2 separate regions of the Mus musculus genome follow, and region 1 is linked to region 2. The links are chromatin contacts, called in public HiChIP or PLAC-seq maps. All regions are on one chromosome and are shown on one strand. The core of a region is the stretch at or near the end of the contact, and the rest is flanking DNA. Distances in the headings are between cores, read along the strand shown.

The links. HiChIP or PLAC-seq counts read pairs in DNA pulled down with a chosen protein or histone mark.
Region 1: a contact with region 2 is called in an H3K27ac HiChIP or PLAC-seq map of embryonic stem cells, with 10 read pairs. The contact joins the promoter of Rhot1 here to the enhancer-like site in region 2. A contact is called at or near these places in 2 of 15 datasets of contacts at CTCF or cohesin (CD8 T cells and the NIH/3T3 cell line), 3 of 484 Hi-C or Micro-C datasets (CD8 T cells and embryonic stem cells), 7 of 115 datasets of contacts at active chromatin or transcription factors (double positive thymocytes, embryonic stem cells and microglia) and 3 of 9 other capture datasets (adipose tissue, liver and pancreatic islet).

What each region holds. Positions count from the first base shown.
Region 1 is chr11:80,207,113-80,213,093 of GRCm38.p6, reverse strand. Rhot1 (ras homolog family member T1) reads right to left here and starts at 4,043. Exons shown (of 19, transcript NM_021536.8): 1 at 3,771-4,043. The coding sequence starts at 3,846.
Region 2 is chr11:80,166,022-80,171,353 of GRCm38.p6, reverse strand. Adap2 (ArfGAP with dual PH domains 2) reads right to left here. Exons shown (of 11, transcript NM_172133.1): 7 at 593-676. Among named protein-coding and RNA genes, the nearest start is that of Adap2, 15 kb to the right of the region's middle. Within about 2 kb of position 2,598, at least 57 of the 459 cell types and tissues checked have an H3K27ac peak or open chromatin away from gene starts, as enhancers often do. A contact at or near this core is called in adipose tissue, embryonic stem cells and microglia, where this site is marked.

The sequences.
Region 1 (5,981 bases), core at 2,794-5,293, 40 kb before region 2:
AAGAATAGACTTGAAATTCACCATACCAGAATGGATGGCTGTTCCTTCTCTCTGCCTCCCCCACCTGCAACCATCTGAAAGCAAATGAAAACTAGATGTTTAAATAAGCATATTAAGAACTCAAATCACGAGCTGGAGCAATAGCTCAGCAGTTAAGAGCACCGACTGCTCTTCCAGAGGTCTTCAGTTCAATTCCCAGCAACCACATGGTGGCTCACAACCATCTCTAATGGGATCCAATGCCCTCTTCTGGTGTGTCTTAAGACAGCAACAGTGTATTCTACTCATAAGATAAATAATTCTTTTAAAAAACAAAACAAAACACAAAACCTCAAATCAAAATAACTTTTGTCTAATATCAGAAGAATAGATAATGAGCCAGATATATTTTAAAATAGTCTCTGACACACACTTACATACCATTTAGTCATTTAATTTTAAAATCTTTGTGTGTGTGTGTACTTGTGTTTGAAGATAGTATCTCACTATGTAGCCTAGACTTGCCAGAACTCACTAAGATAAGCCAAATTGGCCTTGAACCTGTGGTGATCTCCTCCCCCCTGGCTCCCCACTTGAGTGCTAGGATTACAAGTGTAAGCCCTAAATCTAGGATTTAAAATGCTACAGCTAGGCTAAAGGCTGACAAGTATTTACATTAACTCAAAAAGTAGGGCCTGTGTGACTGCTCAGCAGGTGAAGGCATTTACCTCAAAGCCTGACTACCAAAGTCCAATCCCCAGAACCCACATGGTCGAAAAGAACAAACTCCCACAAGCTCTCCTCAGACCTACACACCTACACCTACACACACGCACACATGCACGCACGCGTGCGTAAGAAGTAAAGCTCAGGCTGGGTGGTAGTGCACACCTTTAGTCTCAGCACTTGGGAGACAGGCAGGCAGATCTGAATTCGAGGGCAGCCTGGTCTACAGAATGAGTTCCAGGATACCAGGACAGCCAGGGCTATACGGAGAAACCATTTTTGAAAAACTGAAGGGGAAAAAAAAAAGGATTTACCTACCAAATACTACTCATTAAAATAACTGATATCCTATACTTCAATTAAGTATAACTATACTTCTAACATTTCAAACTGTGAAAGCATTTGTATAAGAGCTGAGGAGCTCACTTGGTGGAGTGCTACCTAGCAAGCACTAAGCCTTGATACAAAGCACCACAAAAACTAAGCAGGGTGGGACAAACCAGCAATCCTGGCCTTTGAGGTACAGCTGGAGGACCAAAAGTTCCAGGTCACTATACAACCACTTCCCAGGCAGCCTAGCAAACTTAGTATTTTACCTTAATGAGAAAAGGGTAGAGAGGGGAAAAAAGAAGAAGGGGATGGAAAATATATACATGTGATACGGTTTATTTAGTTGTTTAGTTGTTTGGTTGGGCTTTTTCAAAATAGGGTTTCTCTGTGAAACCATGCTAGCTGTCCTGGAACTCACTCTGTAGACCAGGCTGGCCTCGAACTCAGAAATCCACCTGCCTCTGCCTCCCAAGTGCTGGGATTAAAGGTGTGTGCTACCACGCCCGGCTTATAGTTTGCTTTCTTAATAGTAGTAGATGGCCTAACGCTTTGATGCCAACCTTACCCTATATCTACGCTATACTGTAGATTGAGCAGAAGTTCTTACATGTAAGGCAAGTGCCCTACCACTAAGCTACACACGCTAGTCCTTGAAAATTTTTGATTAACCATCCTCCTACTTCAGACTCCTGAGTAATGGCTCACAGATGTGTGCCAACCACATGGTTGGCACCATCCTCTTAGGAAAAAGCAGGGTCTCCTTCAAAAGCTAAGGCTTTCTCTTATAACTTGCTCCCTGTGGTCAGAAAACCCACACAGAGTTGTTCCGATTCTCTAGCTGGCTTTCAGGACTACATGACATACTTTTTCTAACAAATTTTAAACTTCTGCATATTCCTAAGTAATACTGTTAAAGTTAATGTAAAATGTCCTACGGTGCCACTGAATCTGACATATGTACAGCACTTCTTTTTTTTTTTTTTTTTTTTTTTTTTCGAGACAGGGTTCTCTGTGTAGCCCCGGCTGTCCTGGTACTCACTTTGTAGCCCGCCCCCCTCCCCACCCCCCCAGTGCTGGGAATTAAGGCATGCGTCACCACGCCCAGCATGTATAGCATTTCTACTCAGTCTATACACTAATGCTGTATCATCGGTTCCTATATTGAACACCAAATCCAAAATATCTTTTTTACAAATTGAGTTTTAAAAAGCATTAGACTTTTAGAAAATACAATTAAGGGGTCACCTGCTCACTTTCCCTAATTTTCCCCCAAATGTATCAGCACCAACCATGCCTTAAATAATGTCTTCCTTTACTGTTAGAGAACTTGATGCAAAAGAAAGAGTAAGATACCATTATAAATAAGGCCAAAAACCCATAACTGAAAATAAAAAAGCAAACTATGCTTCACGGGAGCTTAGTTCCCAATTTTGACTAGAGTTCTCCCAAAAGCTGCTACAGCTACACGGATCAACAGTCCACAGTCGTTTCCTCCCCTCCCGCCCCTTTCTGAGGCCAGCAGACTTGGGGCTGCAGTGGTTAAAAGCAGAAAACCCAAGTCTGGTGGCTCAAACCACCTGTAACTCTAGCTCCGAGGGATCTGACTTGCTCTGTCTGGGCCCTAAGAGCACACCCTACCCCACCCCCCCAAAATTGTTTTTTTTTTCTTAATATGTACACTTTCCTCCTTAGGAATGTATCACAGCGACCTAGAGAGGCTACTTAAAGATATAATTGAGTGGTTTATAATAGAATGCTTCAAATCAGCAATGGCAAAACATGAACTAATGAACCCCTCTTTTTAACTTAGTTGCCATGATTAAGTCATGTACCTCGCAGTAAGATCAGAAATCCCTGCTCTATACTGCATTCCTATCAGCCAGCAAAAGCGTTGTTTTTGTTGTTTTGTCTTCTTTACCAGGAAAAAAGTGAGATCTATCTTTAAAGAGCATGGGAACATGTGCCTGTTCGGAAGCCCTATATGCCTGCTCTTATTAAAAGAACTACTACAGAACTATGGAATGTCTAACAAGGAGCGAAAATTAAGACTTTTAGGGTAACAATCGCCCCATCTAAAGATCCCTCCCTAGTTAAGTATCGTTCACTCAATACTCATATTATTAACTTGAAGGAGTTTGTTCGACACAAGTACGGCAAAAAAAAAAAAAAAAAAATCTAATTTTTAAAAAATCCCGCTATCTTAAGCTCTTTTTTTTCTTCTTGGTGCTGGAGACTGAATCCAGGTTTTTATGCATGCTAGAATTCTACTACTGAGCTACTTACTCAAGCAAGCCAACGCTCTCTCTTAATGCCCATGCACAGTAGCAGTGAAGGCAGCAAGTGAAAAAAAAAAAAAAAAAAAATTCCAGAGACCTGACCTTGCTCCCAAGTCGACTACTTCTGCACTCCTCCTCCCCCTAGTGTCCCCCGCCAGCCGGTTCCCGCAGTCCCAAGTGCTCAGTCTGCCTGTTCCAACATCTGCCTGGCAATGAGTGACTGACAGGCGACCAGAGGGTCGGACGGGAGGTGGCCCGACAAACGCTGAGGCCCAAGAGGAAAGAACTCGAGGAGGTGGTGGCGACGGCGACAGCTTTCGCAGCGAGAGGACCGGGCGTTAGGGACTGAAGGGGGACAAGGCCTGCGAGGAGCAGAGGGCCACGGTAGGGAAGAGCAAAGGGGCTGGCAGGCTTGGAGAGGGCACCCGGGCTGCGAGGCCGGGCAGGGCGCGGACTCACGTTCTCCCACCAGCAGGATCCTCACGTCTTTCTTCATGTCGGAGGCTCGCAGGGGCCGCACTCGGCCCGCACGCATGGAGCGCACGCCTCACGCCGGGAGCGTCCAGCCCGTGGCGCCGCTCTCCCCGCGATACCGCCGCTCCCTGCCAGCCTTAGCGGCCTCTGCGCCCGAATCTCGGCCGCCAGGACCTGCCGCACCGACTCCTCCTCTACCGCTCCGCTTGGGAGCCGGGGCAAGCCAGCTCCGCCTCCTCCGGCTCCGCGGACGCGGGCGGCGGCGGCGGCGAGGACGACGGCGGGCGGCGAGGGACAAGAGCTTTCGGAACCTCAACGCTCTCGTATCTTGAACAGCGCCCCTGCAGGAAGGCAGACGGTAGCGCAAAACCCCGGAGGTTTGCCTGCCACAGTCTGAACACTGCCAGAGGATGTAAGTGACAGATTCCTTGGTCAGAACAGTCAGAGCCCACTTGTTTTACAGAACAAGAACAGAAGAGTCCAGGGTCACGCAGCAGGAGCTTGGTCGTGAATCGGAGATTTCTTCACTAAACGATAATGTCCAGGAGGGCAAGAGACCTGCCTACCTGGTTTTCAGCTGTGTTCACACTGTTGGACTTACCTTTCAAAAATGCTTTATTGAACAAGGTTACTGGCTCCCAGGGTGTGAACACTCCCCAGAGCCCATCACCTGTTTTCCCCCCCTCAAAATGTATTATTCTGTATATTTGTGTATGACACGTGCGTTTGAGTATCTTCCATGGTGAGTATGTGGCGGTCAGAGGACAGTCCTCAAGAATTGGTACTTGGCTGACATTATGGCACAAGCCAGCTCTTAGAGGCACTTTGGATCCAGGGGTCAAACTCAGGTCATCAGGCCTGAACAGAAAGCACTTTTACCCGAGACTATATCACAGCCCAAGAAATTGCTTAAAAAAAAAAAAAGGCCGACAACCGGGCTTTTTTTTCATGGTGGCGCACGCCTTTGATCCCTGCACCGGGGAGGCAGAGGCAGGCAGATTTCTGAGTTCGAGGCCAGACTGGTCTACAAAGTGAGTTCCAGGACAGCCAGGGCTACACAGAGGAACCCTGTCTCGAAAAACCAAAAAAAAAAAAAAAAAAAAAAAGTAGGGCGTGATAGCTCATGCCTGTAATCCCAGCATCTGGGAAGATGAAGTAGAAGGATTGCCATGAATCTGAGGCCAGCCTGGGCTTTAGGGTGAGACCTAAGGAGCCATGGTATTTCAAACCTGAAAGTGGTGGTGGCAAGAAGATTAAGCCATCAAAGCTATTCTTATCCACACATAGATATTTCATGCCCACCAGGCGGTGGTGGCACACGTCTTTAATTCCAGCACTTGGGAGGCAAAGGCAGGAGATTTCTGAGTTCGAGGCCAGCCTGGTCTACAAAGTGAGTTCCAGGACAGCCAGGGCTATACAGAGAAATCCTGTCTCAAAAAACAAACAAACAAACAAAAAAACAGACAGACAGAAATAGAAGGAAACCCTTTCTTAAAAAGTGCCTGGGAAAGCTGGTGTGGTGATATAAACCATCCCAGTATTCAAGAGGTTGAAGCAGGACCACTAGTTGAGAGCCAACCTGAGTTACCCAATGAAACCCTGTCTCAAACAAGCAACAAAACCCCACTCCGTGATACAACAGGGGGTGAAGGCACACCTCTTGTTCACAGGGAGATGTCCCTAGGACGGTAGCTGCAAAGAAGATTACAGGACTCTAGAGGACTCATGGCCCCTCTGCCTGTTTCTTCTCTACCAAATGAAGATGTCAGACCCTTCCTTGCATAAATATTTGGAGCAACCTCATGAAGTAATATTTAAATGTTCCACTATTTTCTGATGGAATCACCACCAGATAAACCCACTATAAACAGAAATCTAGTAATCTAGTAACCTTCCAAGCACCACATTTAAATAACACAGTAGTTTATCTTCCTGATCACACAGCTGAGAGACACTTGCTGCTGCTGTCCTGCCTATTACTAGCCCAGAAAGGCATCAAAAATTGTGAAATACAATTCTATTAACCATGTTATCACTTTGGCACTATGATACATTTTAGCCAAAAGATAGAGAAACAATTGACACTACTATAGATTTCTTTTTTAATATAGCTGGAAGTGGTGACAGGTGCCTTTAATCCCAGTACTCAGGAGGCAGAGACAGGCTGATTTCTTAAAAGAGTTCTACTCCAGGGTC
Region 2 (5,332 bases), core at 1,349-3,848:
ACCATCTTCCTAATATGGAAATGTGTTCAGAAAGGTACCTGTAAGGCTCACACAGTATGTCAGTAACAGAGCAACTGTGAGGGCCTAGGCCTACTGGCTTAAACTACCATCTTCTGCCCCATGTCATTCCTGTTCCCAGACAAGGCTGCAGGAAGTAGATGTAGAACCCAGATGTCTGGGGACAATCGATAGGAAGTCCTCCGCTTACTGTTACCTTTACCACCACAGGCAGATCCCAACATCTCCCAAGGACCAAGCATCACAGGACACAGCTGTGGAAGGGCAATGGGAGCAATCACCAAACCCAACTCTCAGTTCTAAGTAATTACTATATAGGAAGGGTCCAGATAAAATGGGCTAGAAGCACTGTGCATACAATAGGTAGGCTCATTTGCATATTTCAGTGGGAAATTTCAGAAAGATGTTCAAAGGCTGAGGCCCTTGACCCCACAGAGAGTTGTTTTACTCCAGCCTTCCTAGGCTTAACTGCAGTAAACCTTGTCTAGCCCCTGTGTGTCTTAGGGGTCAAGAGACAAGCAGAGAAAGGGGGAGGGGATGGAACACGCAGAAGTCAAGTCCACATTTAGCTCACCTCAGACTCTGGGAGATCAGGAAAGGCCAATTTCAGGTATTGCAGGCGGGCTGCACGGAGAGCATTGAACCAATCCACTATCTCCTGCCAGGAAAAATGCAAAGCACACACAGTGGTGAGATGGGCGGATGTGGGAGAACCTTGCTGACAGGGCTACAGGGAACGGGGTCACTACTTCACACACACACACACACACAAACACACACACACACACACACACACACACACAGGTTCAGGAAATACACACTTCACACAGTCCCATCAGGGAACATCTGGAAAGGGTGATTATCAGAGCCCAGGGGACTGCCCTGAGCTAGTCACAAGTCACAGACAGGAAGAGCTTCCAGCCACGGAAAAAGACAAGTGTGAGCTGCACAAAAAGGCTTAGTACACTTCTTTAAGTTTAGAAGACACTCCTGGATTCCTATTAGGAGACTGGTGTGGAGTGGGGCTAAGACTGTATTCCTTAGCATTAAGACTCCCAGGGGCTGTGATGCTGTGGGGTGCTGGGACACAGTTCTTCAGGTGGGGGTGGGGGCTGCATGTGGAGACATTCCTCCATCAGAGATGCTCAGGAGGGACCTGGAATGCACAGGCCAGCCACAAGGGGATGTCACACTGAGAGCACATCCTTCATAATGGTGAGCCAACATCGTCTCACCGGAGAACCACATCCCCAAGGGTTTCTCAGCTCCTCTCCAGTCAGCCATCCTGTCTCCTTCCTACCTACCTTCCTTCCTTCCTTCCTTCCTTCCTTCCTTCCTTCCTTCCTTCCTTCCTTCCTTCCTTCTCCCCCACCCCGACCCATGCTTTCCTTTCCTCATGTGTATGTGTGCATGCCTACACCCACACGCATATATGTGCCCCAGAGTGGGCCCACGAAGGACAGAAGACAGCCTTGGAGATCCCCTGTAACTGCAGTCAGAAGCAGCTGTGTGAGCCACCATGTGAGTTTAGGGAACTGAACCCAGGTCCTGTGCAAGAACAGCAAGTGCTCTTAACTGCTGAGACATCTCTCCAGCTTCCCCCTCCACCTCATTTTACAATGTTTAGAGAAGCCTTCTACAACTTCTGTATCTCCAGAGTCCTTTTTACTTTTTTGTTTGTTTTTTAGTATGTATGTATGTATGTATGTATGTATGTATGTATTTATTTATTTATTTATTTTTGTGGTGAGTCCCATGTAGTCCAGGCTAGCCTCCTCAAACATCTAAGTAGCAGAGATTAGCCTTGAACTCTTTTTTTTGTTTGTTTGTTTGCTTTTATCAAGACAGGGTTACTCTGTGAAACTTTGGCTATCTGTGGACCAGGATGGCCTTGAACTAACAAGAGATATGCCTGCCTCTGCCTCCAAAGTGTTGGGACTAAAGCATGAGTCACCACTGCTGATGCTGAAGACACCGAAGACACCACCGCCTGGCTAGCCTTGAACCCTTGATTCTCCTGCTTCTTCCTCCCATGTATGGCGACTGCACATGCACACCACATCACCTCTTCATTTTATTCTTATGTTTGATACAGGAGATTGTCATGGAGGCCACACTTGAACCTTGTTGTCCTCCTGCCTCTCTCTCTCATCCCCACTCCAATCACTACCCACATTCCCACCACTCCACGTGCTTCTCCTTCCTACCCTACCCACCCTTTGACCTATGACAGTCCATTCATTGCATACATTAGTTTAGATGTTGTAATAAATTCCTGTGCAAGTATTTCACAGTGGTGAGACACAATGGAAGCCTTCTAGGTTGCTCCTCCCCACTGGGTTGCTCCTCTCCCAGTTTCTCTGAGACCTGATCCTCAACCTCATACCCCAACAGTCCCCACCCTGCCTTGGATACAGCAGATGGACCAATAAAGAGACGGGACTGGACTTATCAGATCTGCTCTCTCCCAGGAATCTGGGATGGAGAGGCAGAAAGACTTGCTGGGAGATCTGTGGTGCAGGGCACAGAGGTCATGCACTGATTGAGGAAGTCATGTGAGTGCAGACTCAACAGAGAGCAACAAGTTCCTTTCTACGCCCAAAGCCAGACATAGCCAGACAGACACACAGGCCTAGTGGGACTTCTGAGTCTCCTGTCCTGGTGTTTGTTAAGGGCGTTCTTGGCAGGGTATGTTGGCCTATGCCTACAATCTCAGTGGGAGGAAAGTTGAGACAGGAGGATTGCTCCAAGTTCAAGACCAGCTGAGCTACATAGCAAAATACAACTCCTCCCTAAAAAGGAAAGAAAATGAAAATCAAAAGTTCTTGGGTCTTAGGCATTCAGAAAATGGAGCCACCTCAGAAAAAAAAGGAACCCAGCATGTACTTAGGCTATATTTATATTCGCAGCGTAAGGAGAAGAAAAACAGTCTTACAGGCCTGAGCAGACAGAAGCTGCAGCCCAGGGTGCTTCCATCACCTCTCACCACTGTCAAATACTTTCAAGGTGATGTTTCCTGGTCACTCGGTGCTTAAAGGCCCCGTGGGAGCCAGGTGTGGTGGTACACACCTTTATTCAGCACTCGGGTGTGTCCAAGGCCAGCCAAGTCTACACAAGTTCCAGGCTAGCCTAGATTACCAGGTATGAATCCTTCAAAATAACAACAATAACAACGAAATCCTCAGCTGGGCGTGGTGGCGCACGCCTTTAATCCCAACACTCCGGAGGCAGAGGCAGGCAGATTTCTGAGTTCGAGGCCAGCCTGGTCTACAAAGTGAGTGCCAGGACAGCCAGGGCTACACAGAGAAACCCTGTCTCAAAAAAACAAAAACAAAAAACAAAACAAAACAAACAAACAAACACCCAAAAAACAAACAAACAAAAAACCCAACCAAGTCCCCAAGCAAACAAAAACCAATCTACAAAGCAGGTAAAAGCCATGAGAAAGGGCTGGAGAGATGGCTCAGTAGTTAAGAGCACTGACTGCTCTTCCAAAGGTCCTGAGTTCAAATCCCAGCAACCACATGGTGGCTCACAACCATCCGTAACAAGATCTGATGCCCTCTCCTGGTGTGTCTGAAGACAGCTACAGTGTACTTACATATAATAAATAAATAAATCTTAAAAAAAAAAAAAAGCCGTGAGAAAGGTGGGCATTAGGGAGCAGTCCAGAGTCACCTCCCCAGTTTGAGGAACCCTGGGAAAATCTCTTCCTCTAACTCCAGATAGCTGCTGCCCAAGGTTCTCTCACCAGCAGAATCATACTTACACATAAAATAAAAGGAAGAGATCTAATTTTAAAAAAGTGTCTTGGCCGGGTGGTAGTGGCACACTGACCCCAGCACTCCAGTAGCAGAGGCAGAGGCAGCCGGATCTCTGAGTTCGAGGCCAGCCTGGTCTACAAATTGAGTTCCAGGACAGCCAGGGCTATACAGAGAAACCCTGTTTTGATCCCTCCCACAAAAAAAAAAAAAAAAAAAAGTTGTTAAATGGATGCTGGACTGAGGAACTCTCTACTGTGTGACCTGAGTAAGGGACCTGATCTGTCCCTGTCCCTTGAATGTGGGGAGAAAGTATTTTCAGGGTTGTCAAACATTCAGACATGAAGGCTAACAGTCACCAAGAGCACGTCTGGCAAAGTTAAATGACCCCACAGTGTCAGCCAATGCTTCTCCGTGTGTACTTAGCATCTCTGCCTGTCCTGTCACCGACTCTGCTGAGCCAGTTCACTCTCACATTTATCCTTTGCTTGACTGTTCTCCTCCTACAGGCTGATCTCCCCGTCTTGCTATGAATCCTAATTCGGCTGCAAAACCATGATCCTCCTGCCTCAGTCTGCCAAGTGATGGGACTACAAAGTTATAATGTTTCCTAAACATTTTTGTGTGTCCTCATCACTCAAGACTCTGTGAAAGTTTCTAATTGAGCAGGTCTCGGGTGGACTGAGACTAGTTTTGCTTATTTATTTTGGGACTGGACAGATAGATGGCTCAGCAGTTAAGAGCACTGGCTGTTCTTCCAGAGGACCCAGCTTTAACTCCCAGGACCCACACTAATCTATAACTCCCATTCCAGGGGAGTCTGATACCATCTCCTGGCCTTGTGAGCACCATGCACGAATGCGATACACAAACACGATGCAGGCAAAACACCCCTATTCATAAAATCACGTATTTTCTTAAAAGGTATTTGTTTCTACTTAATGTGTTTTACCTGCAGGTATGTCTATGCACCAACTAAGCATCCTGCATACACAGAAACCAGAAGAGGGCACTGGAGGTCCTGGAACTGAAGTCATAAACTATTGTGTCGGTGCCGGGAACTGAACCCAGGTCCTCTGCAAGGGCAGCAGGGGTTGCACTGAGCCATTCCTCCAGGCTCACAAGATCTTAAGTCATAAGGATGCTCTTGGTCCAGTTTGACATGTGGAAGGAAGGATCCTGGCCCTGTCCATTGACCCTTCCTCCTCAATCACAAACTCTACCCTACCCATACCTGCCCTTTCTTGTTTGTTTGTTTTTGTTGTTATTGTTATCGTCGCACTATGTAATCCAGATTGTCCTGGACCTGAATCTATAGACCAGGCTGGCTTCAAACTCAGAGATCCACATGCCTCTGCCTACCTAATACTGGAGCCTGGTGTGTGCCACCATAGCCAGTGGATTTGCTGTATTTGGCTAAGGTCCCGGACCTCTACTAACTTTTCTCTCCCTGATGAGTGTGTACTGCTCAGATACATTCGCAGTACTTGTTAGGTTCATCTATATCCCATTCTGCCTCCCTCAGATCTCTGATTCAGAGTATAAAGTGGAAA